4 separate regions of the Mus musculus genome follow, and all the other regions are linked to region 1. The links are chromatin contacts, called in public promoter capture Hi-C maps. All regions are on one chromosome and are shown on one strand. Each heading gives the region's core, a stretch centred on a gene start, on an enhancer-like site or on the middle of the called end of the contact. The rest is flanking DNA. Distances are from core to core; before and after follow the strand shown. Region 1 overlaps Tspan5 (tetraspanin 5). Region 2 has its middle 72 kb from the start of 4930425O10Rik. Region 3 overlaps Tspan5 (tetraspanin 5). Region 4 overlaps Tspan5 (tetraspanin 5).

The links. Capture Hi-C pulls out chosen DNA fragments and counts their contacts.
Region 2: a contact with region 1 is called in a promoter capture Hi-C map of pancreatic islet. The contact joins two enhancer-like sites. A contact is called at or near these places in 5 of 484 Hi-C or Micro-C datasets (the Ba/F3 cell line, Sertoli cells, embryonic stem cells and 1 more), 1 of 115 datasets of contacts at active chromatin or transcription factors (embryonic stem cells) and 3 of 9 other capture datasets (adipose tissue, liver and pancreatic islet).
Region 3: a contact with region 1 is called in a promoter capture Hi-C map of pancreatic islet. The contact joins two enhancer-like sites. A contact is called at or near these places in 6 of 484 Hi-C or Micro-C datasets (Sertoli cells, cerebral cortex, cranial neural crest and 2 more), 1 of 115 datasets of contacts at active chromatin or transcription factors (embryonic stem cells) and 3 of 9 other capture datasets (adipose tissue, liver and pancreatic islet).
Region 4: a promoter capture Hi-C map of pancreatic islet shows a contact between it and region 1. The contact joins two enhancer-like sites. A contact is called at or near these places in 5 of 484 Hi-C or Micro-C datasets (cerebellar granule neurons, cerebral cortex, cortical neurons and 2 more), 2 of 115 datasets of contacts at active chromatin or transcription factors (differentiating embryonic stem cells and double positive thymocytes) and 3 of 9 other capture datasets (adipose tissue, liver and pancreatic islet).

What each region holds. Positions count from the first base shown.
Region 1 is chr3:138,781,067-138,783,896 of GRCm38.p6, reverse strand. All of the region lies in intron 1 of Tspan5 (tetraspanin 5), which reads right to left. Among named protein-coding and RNA genes, the nearest start is that of Tspan5, 40 kb to the right of the region's middle. Within about 2 kb of position 1,391, at least 14 of the 459 cell types and tissues checked have an H3K27ac peak or open chromatin away from gene starts, as enhancers often do. A contact at or near this core is called in pancreatic islet, where this site is marked.
Region 2 is chr3:138,653,730-138,656,559 of GRCm38.p6, reverse strand. No RefSeq gene overlaps it. Among named protein-coding and RNA genes, the nearest start is that of 4930425O10Rik, 72 kb to the left of the region's middle. Within about 2 kb of position 1,384, at least 51 of the 459 cell types and tissues checked have an H3K27ac peak or open chromatin away from gene starts, as enhancers often do. A contact at or near this core is called in pancreatic islet, where this site is marked.
Region 3 is chr3:138,892,425-138,895,254 of GRCm38.p6, reverse strand. Tspan5 (tetraspanin 5) reads right to left here. Exons shown (of 8, transcript NM_019571.5): 4 at 737-907. Among named protein-coding and RNA genes, the nearest start is that of Tspan5, 150 kb to the right of the region's middle. Within about 2 kb of position 1,439, at least 41 of the 459 cell types and tissues checked have an H3K27ac peak or open chromatin away from gene starts, as enhancers often do. A contact at or near this core is called in pancreatic islet, where this site is marked.
Region 4 is chr3:138,858,485-138,861,314 of GRCm38.p6, reverse strand. All of the region lies in intron 1 of Tspan5 (tetraspanin 5), which reads right to left. Among named protein-coding and RNA genes, the nearest start is that of Tspan5, 120 kb to the right of the region's middle. Within about 2 kb of position 1,469, at least 94 of the 459 cell types and tissues checked have an H3K27ac peak or open chromatin away from gene starts, as enhancers often do. A contact at or near this core is called in pancreatic islet, where this site is marked.

The DNA.
Region 1 (2,830 bases), core at 142-2,641:
CTAAGGATTTAAACTCTAGTCCTTATGGTTAAGCAGTACGTACTTTAACCACTGAGCCAACATCTCCCGGCCCATGTTTATTCTTTAATAGAAGCTTTTCAAAGCAAAATCCTCAAGGAGCTCAGTTATATACTAATATTCCAAGCCTAAAACAGCATAGGCTTTTCCTTCCAATGGGAACAAAGCCAGAATAAGACCAGTGTTTAAAAGCCATTCAAGGACTCCCCCAAACATTCTCCACACGACAGGCTGCGGTTGGATCTTCACAGACATCCCCCTTCCTTGTCATGGAGGGCTCAGGGAAGACATATGGAAGGTGCCTAACTCGCCTGAGGTTACACCAATAAAAGGTGATAGGGTCAGAGTTCACACTTGGGATCAAGCAATTCTGTAGTCAGTGCTTTTTGTCTCTGCTCTGCACTGCCTTGGGGAGTTGGGTGGGGGTCTTTGCTGCATAGGAGAAAACAAAAACTGCACATTCGATCACAGAATCGCCTCACCCTGCATTTTTTAAGGGGTCCTGTGCAAACCCTGCCTTGGAATTCTACAGGCAAAAAAAAAAAAAAAAAAAAAAAAAAAAAGGAGACTGGCACTCACCTAACAAGTCCAAGGCAGCTGTCAGGCAGCTGTGCAGAAACCGGGGAAGAAGCGGACGATGTCTTGCAGGGTTACACTCGCCTCTACCTCCAAGTAGAATTTTTAAAAGAAATGAGAAGCCCAACAGATGAGAGACTCTCATGCTAAGCCCCACAGGGAGTGTTAAATAAACATGATCAGCCCCATAAAGCTCTGACAAAGGCAGGCTGTTAAAACTAAAAAACTGTACCACATCCTACCTTCCCTCTACTCAATAAACACAAATCCATGAGCGCATGAGCCCTATTAGCGGTGGCCTATTTAAACCTTAAATTTTTAATTCTGTTTATCCGCTTTTGTAGAAAGCACTCAGCAAACAGCCGGCCTCACTTTTACTTACGTTGCTGTGTCTAATGGCGGGCGTCAACAAGACTCTGCAGCTCACGAGGCAGCCTCAGATTGACTGCAGAATCAAGACCAGGAAGATGATCCAACCAAGCCGTGGGTCACACATACTGAGCCTGCCTTACAGGTTTATCATGCTTATGGCTTTTCTGGTTCTATGTTTTTCACCTTCCATCAGTTCACCAAGCTCCTGCTCTCTGTGCCAGCCACCAAGAAGCTCAGGATCCAACAGAAAACAACAACAACAACAACAACAACAACAACAAAAAACCAGCTTACCCTCTCACTGGAAAAGCAAAAATCAATTAAATAATGATGCAAAGAAGTGAGCGGTTTACCAAGGAGCGACCTGACAGAGCACAGATTGATTAGCGGCTGTCTGTCAGGTGACTGCTAAGTGAAATTACCAGGGAGGAGTAACTAAAAACCAACAGACATTTCGTCTCACAGTCTGGAGGCTGAGAGATCCAGGGTCACAGGACCTGAGGATGTGAAACCGCTCGCCACTTCTTAGATGGTACCCTGGGCTTCCTTTATTGGGGGCAGGCATCCCGTATCATCAAAGCCCCAGGGTACAGTATTATAGGAGTGGGGAATAGGTCTCAACATATGACTTCGTGGGGGAGGGGCTTCAGACTCTGGGGCAAGGTAGCACTGAGTGTTAATAAAGGCGGCCTCAGACTCTCTGTTCACGGAGAACTGAGACCTAAGGCCATTCTTTGTGCATCTGGGCAGGCCTATGGTGGAAATGATGTCATGTGACTTTGAGGCTAGGATTGAAGAGGCCATGCATTTTCTTGCTTATTTTCGTGCCTGGAATTCTGGTTCTTGGAGCTCTAAAAGCCCTGAGAGAAGTGTGAACACCCTGAAGTCCGACTGCTGTGAAGGCATCTCAGCTACACGTAGGCCCCAGGGCAGAAGTGCTGAGTGTCACCTCAAGTCCTGCCAGTGCAGACACACACCTGGAACTGCCCCCGCCCCCTCCCCAGTGTCCTCATCTTCCCATCAAGGCTCTATACCAGAGAGAGGGGTCACCCAACTGCCCTGCCTGGCCTCCTGACCCACACAATCTGTAAAGGAAAGGTGGCTGTTTGACCCGTGCTTCGTCACACGGTGGCAGGTCACCCACACAGTGCTGCATGTGACCAAGAGGCAGCAGTCTTACACTGAGAGGTCGCACAGGGGACAGTATCCTGCAGTGTGACACTGGGCCTGCACTCTAAGGGTGAAGAGACTTCCATCAGTCGGAACAGCGAATCAGGCTGTGGACACAAACCAGCTGCCTGGCAGAGGAATCAGGCAAGCAGAGGCCATGATGTCAGACCATAAGGGGTTGAGCCGCTCAGATGTCTGAAGTTCACGGAGGGAGGGTTCAACTGTTTTCTATGTCTTTATGTCTTTACGTCCTTCTTATTTTTGCTCTTTGACTTTGAACTTGCGCTGTCACTCTGTGTGTGTGTGTGTGTGTGTGTGTGTGTGTGTGTGTGTGTGTGTGCGTGTGTGTGTGTGTGTTTGGGGCTTTGCCCACATGTGTGATTATGTATTGCTTGCATGCTTGGTGCCCAGGAGGCCAGAGGAGAGTGTTGAATCCCCTGGGACCGGAGTTCTATGCGCTGGGAATCAAATGTGGGTCCTCTGTAAGCAACGAGTTCTCTTTAACTGCCAAGCCATCGCTCCAGCCACTTTTCTTTTTTAAAAAAATTGAAGTAAATCACACTAGATAATAGACACCATTATAGACTAAATTGAATACCCCCTCCCAAGTCATATGTTAAAGTGATACCGCAGCACTCCACAGTGCATTTGGGAACAGAGTCAATGCAGGTATAATTGGTTAAATTGAAGTCAC
Region 2 (2,830 bases), core at 135-2,634, 130 kb after region 1:
TAGTTCTACAGCATATCTTACCAAGAAGCAGATTTTCAAACGACTCTGTAAGACCCCCGAAGCTGGGCCTCTGCTCAAGTCCCGGGATGAGTTGGCCAGCACCCCAATGACTCGAGAGAAAACCACACCTGATGCAAACTGCAAGAGATTTTACTATCAGCTAGCTGAGAATGAACTCCTTCTGCCACCCAGGGCAGGGGAGTTCGACCTGAGCAGTAACAGTAGGAGGCTTTTAACAGCTAGCTGAGGAATTGGGAGGAGAGTTGGGAGGAGAGTTGGCTACAGTTCCTTTCTGGAGATGAGGTGGGGGTGGGAGATGGGAGGGGGCGGGTGAGTGAGCTGTAGCTCCTCTCCAGCGTCTATCTCCATGTCCTTGTAGGTCTTCCTACAATTATCTCATCTCTGGTTGTAAGGCTCAGAAACAAAAAGGCTTTTTGCTGGCTATAGAGAACAAAGAGCTTCTTTCTGGCTGTATTTTTAGAGATCAGGGAAAACAAGCTTGGGGAACGTCCAGGGGCTTTACCTTCCAGGGAGAAACGCTCTAAGTAGAGGTCTCACAACTCCAGTAGGGCTTCTCTTGTACTCTCATCTGTCCTAATATTTTTCCAACCAATAGGCAAAGCATTTGGTTTGCCTATTGCATATCAGCAGAATACTAGCTTCCACCAACCCAAGAGCTCAGCATGCCATCAGATAACATCTGAAACCCATGGTGGACATTGCCTCCCTCCTGTCTATAACCAGCCTGTCTGATGTATCTGTGAAGCATTTGGGAAAGTCCATGATGTGTGTGTGGGCTTGTTTTGTTGTGACTAGAAAAGCTGTAACTGCTTCCACACTGTATCATGTTGTATGCTGTAATCAGGTTACACCCATATTCCGTGCCATGGTCACGTTTGGCTCAGAATAAAATTTCTCTTTATCCCTTTGAAGTGAGAACTGCATGTCACATGAGCCCCATCTTTGAGCATTAGTTATTTTTTTTCCCCACCACAGCTTGTATTTACTTTCTGTGAATTTTGTTTCCAAAGTGTTAACGCAGAGCTCTTGACCAGTTTTCTGTAGAGAGTTGCTTTTTCTAAGTTCTGTGGTTAAAACAATGTCTAATGTAAATATTTTAAGCCCCAGTCAGCTGATTTTTCCAAGGAAGAAAGCTTGTTTTGTGGCTAGCCTCTCAGCTTCAAGCTGAGATCTTCAACTATTCCTCTGCAGCCTCCTGCAAATTCAGCCCGAGGCTAATTGTTACTGCGGGTGGCAGTGAGGGGCAGGCCTGCAGGTTCCAAACCCTAAGAGCTCAGCAGCACTTGCTCTGCAGGAAGGAGTCTAATGCACACATTTGCTAATAGCATGTTTACTCTGCGTTAACCATCCATCTGGATGGCGTCCAGACAATTGGCTCAGTGGGAGTGCTAGACTCCATGGCCTTGGTGTTTGTGAATCCTCTCCCTGCTCTGGGGGAGGAGACTGATAAGAAGAATAACATCACCATGCCTCAAATCTCAGAGACAAGACTGGTCACCTGATCATGAGGACAAGACCGATGGTTGTTCAACTGCCTTTGTTCCCCCACTTTATAATCTGCTGGCTAACGATGAGATGAAGACCGATCTAGCACTGAACTACAATCTTCTCAGACTGCTGGATCTCCGAACAAAACAACTTAAAAGATCCGGGTCCTGAGCTCCTCACGTGTGACAGGCAGCAGAGTCACGTACACTCCCCCAGCCTACAGTGAGTCAGCACTAGCACTGGCCAAAAGCATCCGGAGAAAAGCCGGGGCTGTGGTCTGCTGTGGTCCCCAGGGGCAGCGATGGTGACCCACTATGGGGAACAAATGCTTGATGGACAGTCATGCTGGGAAGACACGGGGACGATTACTGGGAGTCAATGAGTTTGTTGTACATGTTATGTCATTTAAAATCTTAGTTGTAATTCTATGAGGTGACTACACATATTGTCCCCATTTCCCAAATGAGAAAACTGAGTCTATGAAGAAAGGTTAAAGAGCTCACTGAAGATCCCACAGCTAGAGCTAAGTTACGGTGCACTGCACCTCAGTGTGTCAAACCTCAAGCCTTCAGCCCGGGCTCTCCAGAACAGTCCATCCCGAGACGGGATTTTTCCGAGTTAAAGCAGAGATTCTTAGCATTCTGAGGAGTTCACTCTTAATGTGCCGTCGAAACACTTAGCTCTCCATGTTTTCTTGAAGCATTTCATGGAAATGAGGGCATTGTATTTCATAACTAGAGACGGCCCAGGCCACCCATCTCATATCATCCAGGCTCCCAAATCAAAATATCAAGCAGACAGTTCAGGAGATTGGTCCAACAGAGAGTAAAGAGACCCTACAGGTGGGAAAATGCGTTAACAATGCAGACTAACTAACATCACAACGCCACTCCCGGGAATACAAAACTGAAGCCCCGTTCCAAGGAATCCAGGCTCAATCTGCCAAGCCTTTGCAGCATCTCCCAATAAAATCTTGGTCTTAGGTTACATCCAGCGTTTGGTTCACACAAGCTAATTGAGAACACTTTCTGAGCTAGCTCTGTTTTCTCACTGCCGGTGTGGAACATCCCCTTGCAGTGGGTAGGTAGATCAGAGCTCCCTAATGGATTCGGACCAATTTAGATCGGATTCAGTTCACATCTGTGAGTGAACGGTGAACTTCAAATGTCTCTGGGGAAGAAGTTGTCCTGTGCGGTGCGTCCCCTCCCTTCCCTGCTTACCCCTGGCCTGCTCCTGTGCTCAGGCAGAGGTGTCCACTCAGGGAGGCTGCCCTCTGCTTTGCTATGGAATGCTGTGATCTCAGCTCCACTTACAGAGTACT
Region 3 (2,830 bases), core at 190-2,689, 110 kb before region 1:
ACCTGCTAATCTTTAGTCTGGTAACATCTAGGGCTTAAGGTGAGACCACTGTCCCAACAGCCATACGTACTAGATAGTAACTCAGTTTTATTCTCCTTTTACTCTTGGGAAAGAGTTCAAGTTTCTGTCAGTCCATGGTCAATGAGGCAGTGTCGCTTGGCTCCTCGAGCATTTTGAGTGACATGACAGCTGCCTGTTTACAGTATGGGAACAGTCAGTCACACAGTCACGTTCAGACACCTGTGTGGCAGGCGGGGTCTGCTTCTTTTTCACTTGTTAGAGGGCAGCAGGTTTTACGAATCTCTGAACTTTTGGTTCGGACTACATGCATGTGGTATCTGGATGAGCATATCTGAGGAACTTTACAAACAAATCCCCTGATAATTTTATTATTGAGAGCACAGGGGAAGGAGCAAGGAAAACTCGTTTAATTTATTTAATCACATAAAACTCTAAACATATATAAAAGCAATTTTCTTCAAAAGCTGACAACGGGACGGTGCGGTAATCGCCTTTTTAGTTAAGAGTTATATCTTTCTCTAATTTAACACAAGTTGGAACAAGTGAACTCGGAACATGTCTCCTTGAGATGAAACAGGAGCGGTGGAACATGGAAAAGGAAACAAACCAACAAGCAAACAGCCAGAAACTGGGCAGAAACGTCAGTTGGCCGTCTCCAGCTGGCAAAGGCACACAAGGCATTATGGGAGAAAAGATGCTCCTGCTTGGAACTTACATATTCCTGGGTGAAGTCTATGAGGTTCTGTAGATCAATGTCATCTCTGTAGGCTCTGATGTTGTTGTTAATAAAGAAATACAGCTGGTCTTTGATCCAGTCTTTGAAAACAAATGCCAACACCCCAGCAGTGAGTTCCAGGAAGAAAATAATCCCCAGGAACACAGAAAACTAAGACAAAAGAGACACACAACAGGGAACGGGTTACAAGGCCTTAGATCACAGGGAAGCGAGAGGCTTTTCTCTGAAAGGGGCTGTAATTACATTCAGTTGCTACACATCTCCAAACTGGGGCCTTCTGATTCTTAAGGTTTGTTAATGGAATATTACACCCCAAGAAAGGACTTTTAAAAATTAAAGATCACTTCATAATCACATTTTGGAGTCTCTGGTGTTCCATTTGATAATTAACCAACAAAGCCCAAATCAAACATTGAGTAATAGGAATTTCTCATTAGATCCACATTAAGGCCTAATGAATTGCTCGTGATTAATGCACTGCCAGACGTGTGAACAATGTTCTGCCTGACCTCCAGGAAGCCTCTTTCCTAACTTGAAAGGTAGATTATCGTGGGTTTTATAATCACCTGTCCCTTGCAACCGTGGCTTGACTCCACACACACTACACGCACACACTACACACACACACTACATTATCGTGTTGATGTTGGAGTCACTGTTTTAACACCTCCCTCCACCTCCCAGCCCTGTGAAATAGATCCGCTCATCTTAAAGAGGTCAGCAGGGGAAGTGGGAGGGGCTGTGACTGAGGCAAGAAAACCATTTCCAATCATGGAAATGAAACTCTGGGCTCTCTTTCTTCCTGCCTGTGAAACACCAAGACCAGGAAACACTTTAAATAACACCACAGTGCAATCAGAAGGGACTTCTGGCTAAGGCAGATAACAAGGTATACGGCTTCAGAGCATGAGGCCCTGGGGTAACTGCTCAGAACCCTGGGGAAATTTCCCTTCCACCCAGACACTTCAAAGAGATTCATTTTAGTCATCCTGGCTGCCGGCTGCACCCACCACCATTTCCACATCTCCTTCCTCCCACATCTTTACCCTCTGCAAACTGTTTTGTGATCTTGAGGTGCAAAAATGGGGGGCCATGGTGGGTGGACAGTGGGGTGTGGCCATTCACGTGGCACTGAGTGATGGATGCGTCTTTGTGGGGGAGTGAGGGGAGAGAGTCAGAAGGACCACACCAGTGCCTGACAGTCTAGGATGCTGATGCTGAGGCTGAGGTACAAACTCCACTTCCAAGCTCCCCTAGGGCTCCTGTTTATCTTTCCTCAGTGAGGACATAAAATGTAAAGTTCTTGTTTACTGACTGTACCAATTATTTGCAGCTGTAAATAAAATGTTAAGTTCTTAATTATGAGTGGTATCAATAATTTCAAATTACGATTCTTTTCAAATTACGTTTTCTTAGAAAAGAAGGAGCACACCAGTATTTGTGCCCCCTGCAACCCCTTTACCTGTACTGGGTACCTCCCCAAACATGGACACATAGGGTCCTCACACCACAGAAAGAATAGACCCTGGACGGGGGTGGGCATGCATGTACGTGAAACAGCTGGGCAGTCACACAGAGACTGTAGATTTCTGCTCTCACCTCCATGAAGGATAGAGACGATCACTTCCCAGGTGCCCTCGGAAATTCCCTCAAGTTACATGATATACATCTCAAATATTGAGTTCAAACTCAATATCAAATATTTGGCAGAGGCCTACATGCCCGGCTCTGTGAACTAACACCCCCATTTCCAAAGGTGCAGAAAGTGACCCAAAGCTTTGTTCAATGCTATCGGTCAGCTAGGAAATGCCACTTCTATTCCACAGTCCTGCCTCCTGGATTTCCCCCAGAAACTCTCCTTGTCTTAGGACAATCTGATCTTTGAGGTTTTTTGGAGGCACGGTGACATTGTTTCCTCCTTACCTCACAGCCCCCATTCAGAGAGACTTCTAGGCCAGGTTCTATTGTTAGTTCTAAATAAAGAAAGGCCATTTAAATAGTCTCCAAGATAGAAAGCTAAGAACATGATTCTTTTCAAATCTGAAACGTTAGGAAGGGCATTACTATAATAAG
Region 4 (2,830 bases), core at 220-2,719, 77 kb before region 1:
CGGCACTTTTGGACCTTGTAAGGCGCCCATTCATCACCCTGGTGACAGGAGGATTCTCAGGGACCATCTGTGAGACTGAGTGGTGGGTGGGAGTGGGTGGGACAGGCTGGCACTGAGGAGAAGAATCACCATGTGGGTTGCAGACGTCTGGATCCACAGGGATCCAAAGGAAGATGAGGGAGGAGCAGGCAGGAGCTGATCGTGTCCAGGATATGGAGGAAACGTGGGCAGAACTGAGAACTACTGAGAAGTGTTTTCCGGTAATGACAGGATGGAGGTGTGAAGGGTAATTGGTCTTATACCTGGAAACTATGGCCCTTCAACATTCCAATGTGGGTCTGGGTTGCTGCTCAGTGGTTAGTGCTTTCCAAGCACACACTGGGCCCCGTCTTCAACTTCCCAGTACAGGGGAAATAAAACCTACTGCTCTGCAGACAGAATCGACTTCTGGGTGCTGTTCTCAGGGCTGGCTGGACCTAGCAGAAATTCTGAAGGATGTTTTTCTTGTTTGAGTATTTGGCTGCTAACTGAATTCTCTGGGAAGCAAATCTCACGTTTTGTATTTTTGAAAACTAAATTATTTTACCATCATCATATATTTCTGTCACCTCTGCTACTTGTATTCCTAAAAAGAAGCAATTACATACCAGGGCCCAGCCATCCAAGTTCTTAAGCGGCTTCTAAACGAGCACTCCTTACTCCTGTTTGCTTAAGATGTAGCAATTTCACCTGCGATCTGTCCAGACTGAAACAAAGTTCCCGACCAGCACTGCAGGAAGCCGAGCCTCACCAACAGCCTCACCAACAGCGGACTAACGTTCTGAGAATGTAAACCTCCGCTGGAACAGGCAGGCGAGGCGCACCTACCGCCTTCCCTGGACAGACCAATGAGCCAGCAGAGAAGCTCACTTGTTCTCACTCTCCTTTTTTCTGAGCCAACACTGCAGCTCTGGCAGATGGGTAGCCAGCTTATACAGGTATCCTATGTACAGCCACTAATACAACACCTGTCTTGGTAGGGTGGGGAGTTATTTCAGGAGAAAAAAAGTCCCTGAGTACAATTCCTGCCAAAGTATGAGCTGGCAGAAAATTCAACCAACAGAGAATCAATCCTACTCTTGCCACTGGGCTCTGATGTCCCAGTTTACAACTGTCCAGAATGGTCTTGATAAGATGGCATGACAGACAAAACTCGACTCTGTAAACAGGACAATTCCCATGGAGGCCAGGGCCAATGTCTCTCCCTTTACATAGTCACAAGGCCATCTAATTGTGGCCCCAGTACATATTGCCTAGGGACCTCTAGCCCTGGTGCTGCACAGTACCATAATACAACTCGGGAAAGGCAGAGCCTGCTGGGCAACTACAACCGGCAATGCAGCCACTGGAGGGCTTCGGACAAGTCAGGGAACTGAGCGGACAAGTGCCTGCTTTGTAGCACTGACACGCTAGCAGGGCAGCGCAAGGAAAGACAAGCAATAGAAAGTCACAGATGAGCGGGCTGCTCAGGGCTGCTGCCAGGGAGGAGGGCAGAGTGAGGAGAGAAAGCCAAGTGGAAGGCAACTGCAGGTACTGCAGAGTGACTAGAGCAAACCCACGAGAGGGACAGGGATTAGTATCTGATGACTCCATTAGTTAAGAGTTTGCTGCTGTTACAGAGGACTAGACATGGGGTCTGAGTACCCCCTGTTGGGCAGCTCACAACCACTAGTTCAAGCCCCACTAGTTCAGGGGATTAAACATCCTCTTTGGAGCATACACACAGAGAGACACATAAATAAAAACAAAATAAATATTAAGGGGAAAAAAATACATGTTCATTGGGCACCATGAAGGAAGGAAGAGCTGACTGGCGGATGTCCGAACAGCACCCTAGCCGAAGCCAGACATCTGGACTGAGGCCCCGGACAGATGGCGACAAAGCGGGACACAAAGTGCCAGGAACGGAGAAGCACAGCTCAGAGGCTCACAGTAGCCAGGCTGTGTCAGGCTGCACAGGCCACTGAGAAGACTACACTGTGTCCTCAGATGGGGCAGGAATCCCTGAAGGGTTCTTTGGCTTCCCAGAGCCTGCAGGCCTTGCCTGATCTAACCAATGACTGATGTTACTAACTGCTGCAAACTGTGGGGTCCACGAAACCACATGAAAGCCAACTGTAAGCAAGGAGTCTGTGCAGATTATTCCCTGCCCCCCATCGCTCCTCAGACATTACCCTGCCTGCTCCCCAACTCCTCCCACAGTGGCCACCTTAACAGGCAGCTCCCCTTTCAGAGTCAGAAAAGCCCTGGTAGAAGATGAACTCAGGCCCCCTTGTCCTCAGAGCTTCCCTGCCATACCAGGTATGGCCTTGTCCTGCCTACATGTGTACACAGGACTGGAAAGAATGACAACACCTCACGTCAGACAGTAGGACAGTCAGGGCCTATACTAATCACTGAGCACGTGCATGGATAAAGCAAAGGTGACGGACGGCCCCTGAGTGCTGTTTAATTCTCCTTCTTCTGTCACCGGCTTGAGCATCCTTCCAGAACTGTGCTCCAAATAGTTATATATTTAAGAGACACTAACGGACTCTAGTTTGAGATCTATTCTGCTCCTTTACATGAATGGCTATAAAATACCTACACCCACAGTTTTAGGGGATCCACATAATTCTCATGCTGCATGAGCAAAACATTCAGAGAAGCCTACAACCACAGTGCTGGGGGCTTCCTCTGACTTGTACGAAGCTGTGATCTCTTTTCAGGGCAGCTCAATGAAAACCCCAGATGTTCTAAACTGTTGGGCCAGCTGTTGTGACCGGGCACGAGAGGCAAGAATACTTAATTC